Linked DNA regions of Bombyx mori: all the other regions are linked to region 2. Evidence: chromatin contacts called from public Hi-C data. All regions are on one chromosome and are shown on one strand. The core of a region is the stretch at or near the end of the contact, and the rest is flanking DNA. Distances in the headings are between cores, read along the strand shown.

Region 1 (3,004 bases), core at 468-2,967, 91 kb after region 2:
CAATAATAATAGTTTACAAACTTACAATTCGAATTAATTATAGTCGAATTTCGACTACTGCGGGACCTTTAGTATGTATAAAAATTCAAGAAAAGTAATGAATTATTGTAATTTCATGTAATAAATCACAACATTATTTCACAAATTCTCCTGTTGTGATTATGGCGTAAAGCTACATATTATTCCATAATTAAAAAAACGTTTCATTTATCTTAGTTCATTAAAAATTATTTTATAATCTAAATTTAACACTCACGATTTATATTTAAAAAAAAATTGCGGGGCGTATCCACAATAAGCTCTATATCGCAATATTTTGATTCCCTGGATGTTTTTAAAAGGAGCCCGAATTATTGGCTGATTAATGATTTTTCAGTCACCTCGGGATTACATTTTTATGTAAAAAAACACGTGTAATATAAAATCAAAACATATTTGATGGGCAAGGGTTTGTTTTGAACGTAGCTTAGTGACATCATTCTTTCTACTTATGGCCGCGAATCACATGTTCCTTAGCGATAAATGATTTTTAAATACACACACATAAACTTCGTACTTGTGACTCAATTTAAAACAGAGATCATTGCGTTGCGTAGATCTCCGTTATCATTCAACAATACGTCCACAGTGATTGTTCTTTACATTCTCACTGAGAAAAGCTGTTGAGTTCCTTAGAACTTCAATAGATTTTAATTAGATTAAACTAGATAACTAGAACTAATTTTTTTTTTTAAATACCTAACTATTGATGCATAATCCTGACGATCTGCTCGTGACTGCCCGTGAACACATGCCACGGATCTGTAATGTTCTATTTTTGTTCTATTTTTAAAGAGTTGTGTACGTAATTTGAAATGACTATGATAGTGTTTTTCACAAACGATGGTTTGTTGTTTTGAAGTTTTATTGATACACAAAATGACAGAAATAACATCAACTTCAACTTTACCTTGTTCTTGTGTAGTTTGTTAATCAGAACAAGCCTCCAAATATTTCGAAAGACTTGTTAAAATTAAAAACTATATTATTAAACTTTGATTATCAATATATTAATACGTGAAGCAGAAACTTTTTACCAAAATTGCACGTACCGAGGAGCTTAAATATTGTCACGCTTATAGAGAATATAGAAAAGGAGTGCAGAATGTTAATATTTTTTTTTAAATATGCTTTTATTAAATCAATAAAAAAACATTACATACACTACCAGTTATTTGACACATCACATATACATACACATACACTCTGTGTTTATTGTCAAACTTTTGTTATTGTTGAAAGTCTATGGTCAAATTGAGAATAGATTAATATTGTAAGTATTTAATATTATTGGTCTTTAATGTACTCTGGGCGAAATCTGTAAGTGTAGAAGTATATTAAATAGTCTTTGACAATAGAACCGTTATAATGTCCAAACTTATAATTTCAATAATTATAGTAGGATTTCGACTACACAGGGACCACTAGTATCATTGAAATATATGTAAATTGTGAAGATACTGAATGGATATGGATAACATCTAGTTAATTTTCAGTAGGTACGATTCTAGTGAATGTCCTTTGTAGGTAGTATCTCTGAAATGTAGATATACGTACATATAATACATTCATAGTTCAACAGTCAACAGACGAAAAAAGCTTTCATTACATTCAACTCACACATATGCAGATCCCCCTCAGTATTTAATCAATCGTCTAGAAAGTTGGAACGATCGATAGACTCGATCGCCATATCGGTATAACACGGGACGAAAGAAGACACATAGCTTCCATATCTTTCTTCTGATGCATCGGTGATTTTGAAATGAGTAGGATTATAAAGGACATTGTCTGAAAGAGCAGGACTCGAGCTGTTCAGGAGGCGTGTGGGCGTGTCTAAGGACACGCCTACGCACTGGGCGTGGTTCATGAGATATTAAAATTAATTCATAATAAAATGTCGTACTTGTATGATACAGTCGAGAAGATTAGCAAATTAGCAGTTTTAATATTTTCGTGGTTAACAACAAACCAGAAACTAAAATTTACACTATCGTTAAAGGCAATCAATAACAATTTTTATTTTATAATAACGTAAACATATTGGATCAGGCAATTAACAATTTGCATTGAATACCTTAATAACAAAATATTGTAACGGTGAAGAAAAACCAGAAAATTTCCTATTGCAGTTTTGTTTACTGACGCTAACCATTGTGCGTATACCTCTTATATGCGAGTTAGCAATTTTTCTAACTAAAACTTAGACTAATAATGGGTCGCGAAATTTATAATATTGTTTTTAAATCTATGCGCTCCGGTATTTGCGTAGCGATTTTGATCTCGCAAATTGTGTTCGCAGATTTTGATTATGTTAATGATGTAATGTATGCCTTAGCTTAATAAGGTTAAAATATCTCTATGAACATTCTATTCTTTGTCAATTGGATAAGAGAATTTCTCAAATTCAACACAAATTTAAGTTTAAATGAATTTTGTAAAACTGCACGAAATCGCACATTCTGTACCTTACCCAATTGTTTTATACTGCACTCACTTCGAACACGTCACTTTAATACAAAGAGATGTCTCAGACGAGCCTGTAAGAATGTTTCTGCGCGAGGCGGAGCCTTAACGCGGTTTCCCACGAAAATTTCCGAGCACAGTCAACCAGAATACAATGCCCTACAGTTTCCGAACAATAGCATGGAAACGATTTCATAGAAAACGTAGTAAGGGGGGTGTGGTAGTTCAAGTGAAAATGGTCGACGTCCGAGAAAATGCATGGAAATAGGGGTTGAAGAGAATCGCCAGGACATCGTTACGTAACGTCAGTTGTACGGAGGCTGTAGAAGGGGATGCACGCGTCTGTTATAGTACCAGGCTAGCATAAACAACAACAACAACGTATTTACAGACGTAAACAAGACGAACTTTGTTGCGGTGCTGTGTGAAGTTACAAGGTATGTAATTTTTTGTTGTTTTTTGTAATTGTCGGATTATCGTTTTTATTTAAGGCATCAAC
Region 2 (3,457 bases), core at 822-3,321:
AATTTTAAGCAAAGAAACCCACAGTGACAACGCAGAGCTAAAAAAAAACTCCAAAGGAAAAGAAAGTGAATTCATTCATCCGCGAATCTTAAAAGAAGGTAAGGTGACTCCTGTGCCTGAAGGTCCGCTTCCAGATGCGCACCCACTCTTACAACATTCCGAACACAGATATGAACGTCAATACGAAAACCAGAATCCACTGTGTCACGTTCAACAAACACACATTCCAAAATACTTCGGACAACACAACGTTCCAATATTACCTCCAAGACAATCTGTAGAACAGCCGATATACGTGAATCAAGACGACGTCAAAACAAAGGTGATTAACCAAGACATTGCAGAAAGTGCGTTAACTCACAGTATTTCAATATCTACGAACTATGACGAAGATCGAAAAATTTCTTCCGAAGTACATGTATCTAAAGTTAACATTGGAGGAGATTTGGATCTCCAGCCAAGAAATATTACTGCCTTGGACGACAATGACTCTGGGATCGCAATGAACACATTAGTTCAACACGCTGGTAATTTCAAAAGACTACCCATCACTGAGAAAAAAAGCGTTTTTACTATAGCCTATGACGATGTTCAAACCAACAATAAACAACTAAGACCAGATAGCAGCTCCACGTCTTACTGAAGAATAATTGATTTATATTTTATATAATATGATCCTACCAAATGTGATTAGTGCCTTATTGTTACTAAGCTTACCTAAAACTGAGAGAAACGAATACATTCCATTCCGTCCAGTATTTTAGCTGATTAATAATAACAAACTCTTAAAATGTAAATAGTATTATTACATAAATATTTTTAATTAGGGTAATATTTTTGTGAATTCTGTTTAACCTGACTGTCCATATAAGTAATAATAGTTTCTTTGTGTAAATATGATTGTTATTGTAATAAGATTACCATAGTAATATTTATATGTTAAAGATATTGTAGTTTTAATATATTTGTAACAACAACATAATTTTTGTAAATATTTTTTTATCTCTCCTAGTGAACACTGACACAGTCGTTTGATTATTTGTTACAAAACATGAAATTATATATACTTATTTAAAATGGCAAAATGTTTTATTGGTATTTAGTACATAATGCGATAGAATTTTCATTCGACTTTGTTTACTAAAAAAAACAAAGCGTTATGAATATTTGTACTACAGCATTTTAAGTTTAGTTACGCTCTTATTCATAATAAACTGATAGTAAAGGATATGTTGATTGAAATCCAAAATGAATGTTATTATAACCCTGAAAGTGTCAATACCACTTTTTGACAATATTCTTATAATGGTCATTATAACCGGCAATATGTCGTTAAGAATAAGACCGCAAGACAAAGAATAAAAAATGTTAACCAAGCTTGTTGAATTCAATAACACCATTACGAATTTAAAAAAAAATACAAAATAAAACCGACCATTGCAGCTAGTTCTTGGTAAAGTAATTTTTACTTAATAAAAGATAATTTGAAAGGAACAAGGGTTGAGTGTCTCTAATAAAAACTGTGATTCAAATGAAGTGAGTGAGCTTCTTGATAAAAACGATTTGTTTTAAAAAAAAAAACCTTTATAATCTTCCAACAATCATACGAGGTCACCGAGGATCGCGCAAGTGCAAAAATATAGATAAGATTAAAATTGAGTCGTCTATTATCAAAGGCGGCAATCTGTACATTTGGACAAAAAAAAATTATTGATATGTCAATACAGATTTATTTGAATATAATCGTCTCCTTCAAAGAATACGGTTCAAAACCTGCATTAAATAAAGGTTAATAGTTAACCTGTTATTTATCTAAGATGTCGTTCCGAAGAGTTTTGTGACTGCCAATGGAATACAAAGTCAATAATTCGTTTTTCTGATTTACCAATCATTGTCCAAAAGTCAGATTTGATAATAGTCGACTCAATTAAATAACCTCATTTATGAAGTAATATTTCAAACAAATAAAATAAAATACACTTTCGCGACGTGTTTTGTTTGGGCAGTGAGTGCGACGAGGCAGCGTGTGTGCGGTTTCCGAGTGGAAAATCTCGCGGTTCCTTCCTAATACTTTTACAGGTACTAAGATCGCATAGGCAAAAGGAGATCGTAAATAATTTGTCTGTGTCAATGTTGCTTCATCTACTCATCGCTAGATGTCAGTATAAAGCCTTTTTAAGCGTTCAATAGGTGGCGTTAAACACCTTGAAACTTTTCAGACCAAAAATACATTAATTTATTTTTAGTTTGAAAAGTGTACGTGTGCTTGTTTGGAACGTTTTAGTTATATCTTCATGAATTTAAGGCATGATCAAAAGAAGTATTTCTTGTTTTGAAATGAAATTAATGCACAGTTGTTTTACATTTCTGCTTATTTCTATATATAGACCACTAGACCACCAATGGTAAAATTTAGAAAAGAACACAATTTAATAAAAAAAGTTTACTTTCATCTTTTAATAAATACACCTGAGATTGAGCCCTTTGTTCTTTTTTTGTAGTTGGTACATTTTTTAATTGTCTTGTTACAATGGGAATAATTATCTTGAAAGTTAAATCATATCTATCACATGGTAAAAAACGGCAACTCAAAACATTTTTCTTCTTCCTTAAATGGGCGGATGTGCTCACGGCCCAATTGTGGTAACAAAATAAATGCTGCCATCTACCTTGATACATAAATTCTGATTCTCATTTTTATGGACCAACGGTTGTCTTAGCCTTCAAACCGAAAAATACTACTGCAGAAATCACGGCAGAAATAGGCAGGGTGGTGGTATCTACCTGTGCGGACTCACAATACGCCCTACGGAAAGTGATTACGTAAATTTTTAATTTTTCGGAATTAATTTCTATTACGTGGTATTATTTTCTCATCGTGGAAGTTGTTACTGAACATTTAGCACATTTATTTCATTAGGAAAATTGGTACCCGCCTGCGGGATTCGATCACCGGCACAGTCGCATTCCTCGATACGAATGTACTGGGCGTCTTATCCTTTATATCTTTTCCGTCAAAACTTTTTCTTCCTACCTATGCGCTGGTAAGGGCTATTGAAGTTACGCGCGGACGGGTAGGTGATCTCACGGGCTTGATCTGATCGAATTTGATAACATACACATAGACATCTACAACGTAAATACGCCACCCACCTTGAGATATAAGTTCTAAGGTCTCAAGCATAGTTACGACGGCTACTTCAAAACGAAACGCATTACTGCTGCACGGCAGAAATAGGCAGGGTGGGGGTACGTACCCGCGCGGACTCACAAGAGGTCCTACCACCAGTAAGAAGATTCTGAGAAGATTCGGCGAGAAACTCATTGGGTTGTGTCTATGGTTTAGTTCGCACTTCGAACTTTTCGACGAGGACGGCGACCGGTGCTACTTAAAACTGTATCCATGATTTTATTCATTAGGTGTTAGAAATTGTACTATGTGAATTGTTTTTGGTAA
Region 3 (3,303 bases), core at 508-3,007, 110 kb after region 2:
TTAACTACTGATATGCCGATCTTGCTCCACTTTTTCAAAAATGGCATCCATTTTATCCGTAATATGGCAACCAGAGCGACAGAGCAATCTTTGACATCAAAATTTCCGGATTGAAAACGCTTAAACCAAATGTGTGCTACTCTCACAGACATTGCACTAGGTCCATAAACATCGCAAAATTTGTACGCGGCTTGCGTTGCATTTTTACCTTTTTTGTAGTAAAATTTTAAAATGTATCGAATTTATTCATTAGAATCACTTATCTTGACAGTACGAAAAATAAGTAAAAAATTCCACATTTTCCTAAATTGAATTTGGAATTATCTTCTTTAAAATTTAAACTTTTATTGATATTAAAACCAGCCAGATACAGTAGTATAGCCAAAGAGACTTTATTACAAGTTCATACATACTATAAGGATAATAATATGGAATAATGCTTAGGAATCAATAATTTTTTACCGGGTTCAACTAAACATTAATTGCTTTATTATCTAACTATATGCAACGTTGTGATCAAATTGAAACGTTTACTAGAAATTTCTTTACAAAATTTAAAGCCTTTGTGAACAGATCACTACATAGTATAAAACAAAGTCGCTTTCTCTGTCCCTATATGTATGCTTAAATCTTTAAAATTACGCAACGGATTTTGATGCGGTTTTTTTGATAGATAGAGTGATTGAAGAGGAAAGTTTATATGTATAATAACATCCATAAAAATCAATAATAAATTACAGTTTCCGAAGCGAAGCTAGGGCGGGTTGCTAGTTCTACTATATAAAAGCGCCAGCGTGAAGTTTTAACGACGAACATGAAAATGTTTAGCCTCGTTCCAGTTACAAAGCATTTGCTGACTATAAATAACTCGATCTGGTTAAATATCACATCATCGGGTGTCGACTTTTACTTTGCTTTAGTTTCCAAATAAGAATTAGAAATTATCGAATAATTTCATACGTACAATGAATGTCTAGTTGATACCAAAACCTTAAGGATTAAATGTATAATCTTTAGTGCAAAATTATATTTAAAAAATAAATAAACAAGTTAATAGTATAACAGAAATTGGTAACTAGATATAACTACAATTTTCTGCATTAAAGCTTTTTGGTGATAGGTTTTAAATTTAAATATTTACAATTGCTATTTTATTGTGAATTAATTTTCAATTGTCGGTTTTACTTGAGGTGTATTCGTTTTATTGAAAGACAAAGAAATTATATTAAAACATACATAAGATATTTATTTAACCAACAAAACAGCAATAGTAATTTTCGGAAAGTATTTTTATTATTTTTGATTACTTCTTCGAAAGAATGCCTTTTTATTTACATTTTTCGTTGTGAACATTTTCACTATGCACAACTTAGGTTTTCCAACTGAACAAACCTCATAGTTTAAATTTTTTTTGAATAATAAATAATACTAAAAAAATATATTTTCAGCATGATGTTTTTAAAAGTGGACAAATATAAAGAAATACCATAGCACGCGCAAGTAGTTCACAAATTAAGTAGAGCCACCGCAATCCACTCAAACGTCATTTAATTCAGTAGGTACGTACCTACATGTTGCAGACATGAAAGGAATCATTTTAAAATAGCCGAAAGACCACGTAAGGGGATATTTCGGTCGGTATAGTTGCAGGTCTCTGTTTCATCTCGTTCGCGCTCGTATTTACGCCAATAGAGATTTGCTGGTGTATAAAACACGTCATTCTAGTGAGAAGAGCTTATTTTGTGCTCAACTTTGGTGAGAGTGCCATCTAGTGAAAACAGCGCGAAACACCAGTGTGTGTTCATTGTGAATATTATTATATTGTGATAATTTGAAAAATCCTCTTCTATCAAAATGCCCGGACGTCCTATTTGGCAGGTAGGCCATAATACCGATAATCGGTGTCAGTTTTATGTTTTGTTTCCATAAAGTCGAACTAGCTACTATTTCTTTCAATTTATGATTATAGTTGACACTATTATAGTATTATAATCTTCTAGGTTACGAAAATTAATCTTTAAATATATTTTCGTTCATGTAACAAGAAAGTTCTAACATTTTTCTTTGCACAAAAGGTAGCTTAAAGCATAATTTTAAAGATATCTTGAGTATATTCTACTTTATCTGCTACAAATTCGGTTTGATAGTACTTCGCATTAAAAATAAAATAGATTCTAAAATTTTCAATGCTTCTGACTCACTTTTTCAGTATTAAACGTAGGTACCTGAAATAACAGGTGTGATAAACAACGCTCTTCTAAAATTTGCGTTTTGGCAATACGCCAAATCGTATTATTTCACTTCTGTATAATGTTCTGTTATCAAACATTTTTCTAGAATATTATAAATCTGATAATAATATATGCTACATCTTTAAACTACAGCAACAGATACTGCTGATATTATTTTGATAGTAATTAATAAAAACAGAAAACGCGTTCCTCTAATTCTATCTAATTACTATTTCGACAATTTGACAGTTTGGTACACGCAGCGGGTGTATGTATAAACGAATAATTTATAATAATTACCAATCAATGAAATGTTTGCTGTATCTATAATTTTCTACTGTTTTATTTTGTTGTAACCTTGAAAGACGAATAAATACGTTTCATTGCTCAAAAGATAAGTAAATTATTTTATTTTAAGCAGGCGTGGATTAACTTTATTCTCTCTAGCGACATTAGGGGAAAGCGTTTTGTTTATTTGATAAATAAAAACAATCGGTTCAAACGCTATAACGTAATACACTAAAGGAAAAGCAGTGTTTTTCATTCCACGCCAATGTATGTAGATTCAACTAGGTAAATATATTTGAAAATAATATGATAAGAATACTTTTGTAGTATCATTTTAGGATAAAGGTCAGGAGTAAAAAAATAATAGAAAAACTTATTATTATTATATTTACATTCCTATTTTCAAATTAAATAATTTCTAATTTAACTTTATAACTAGAAAGCGTCTTCGAGTTTTTTATTTTTGTTTTTCACGTCGCCGATCAAAAAATTGGCCGGTAAATTGTGGAACAGCGTTTGCGTGAAACCTAATAGAATGTCTTCTATAGTTTTTGATAGGATTGGCCGCAGAGATTCAGAAACAGGCCTCCAGTTCTCGTTAAGATATGCATTGGTGCTTTCCTCTGAAAATATAAAAGTATAATAAAAGGATACGTTATGCTAGAATTATTTAAAAATAAACAACAACACTTCAACAAAAGAACATCAATAGGGATCAGTTTAGTTTAAAAAATAAGTTTAATAGTAATAATTAATATAGATAATGTATTCCTAGCGATTCCTT

What was found. Hi-C and Micro-C count contacts between places; a contact is called where the count stands out from the background.
Region 1: a Hi-C map of whole pupa shows a contact between it and region 2, with 4 times the contacts expected there. The contact joins two enhancer-like sites. A contact is called at or near these places in 2 of 7 Hi-C or Micro-C datasets (midgut and whole pupa).
Region 3: a contact with region 2 is called in a Hi-C map of whole pupa, with 4 times the contacts expected there. The contact joins the promoter of LOC732975 here to the enhancer-like site in region 2. A contact is called at or near these places in 5 of 7 Hi-C or Micro-C datasets (middle silk gland, midgut, posterior silk gland and 1 more).

What each region holds. Positions count from the first base shown.
Region 1 is chr12:5,567,759-5,570,762 of ASM3026992v2, forward strand. No RefSeq gene overlaps it. Among protein-coding and RNA genes, the nearest start is that of LOC134199829, 11 kb to the right of the region's middle. Within about 2 kb of position 1,718, at least 1 of the 8 cell types and tissues checked has open chromatin away from gene starts, as enhancers often do.
Region 2 is chr12:5,476,315-5,479,771 of ASM3026992v2, forward strand. LOC101738491 (cadherin-86C) reads left to right here. Exons shown (of 15, transcript XM_038014421.2): 15 at 1-1,085. The coding sequence ends at 643. Among protein-coding and RNA genes, the nearest start is that of LOC134199906, 20 kb to the right of the region's middle. Within about 2 kb of position 2,072, at least 8 of the 8 cell types and tissues checked have open chromatin away from gene starts, as enhancers often do.
Region 3 is chr12:5,584,695-5,587,997 of ASM3026992v2, forward strand. LOC732975 (muscular protein 20) reads left to right here and starts at 1,758. Exons shown (of 4, transcript NM_001046972.1): 1 at 1,758-1,878. The coding sequence starts at 1,855. It overlaps LOC101738753 (circadian clock-controlled protein daywake), which reads right to left. Exons shown (of 6, transcript XM_004929405.5): 6 at 2,890-3,142. The coding sequence ends at 2,955.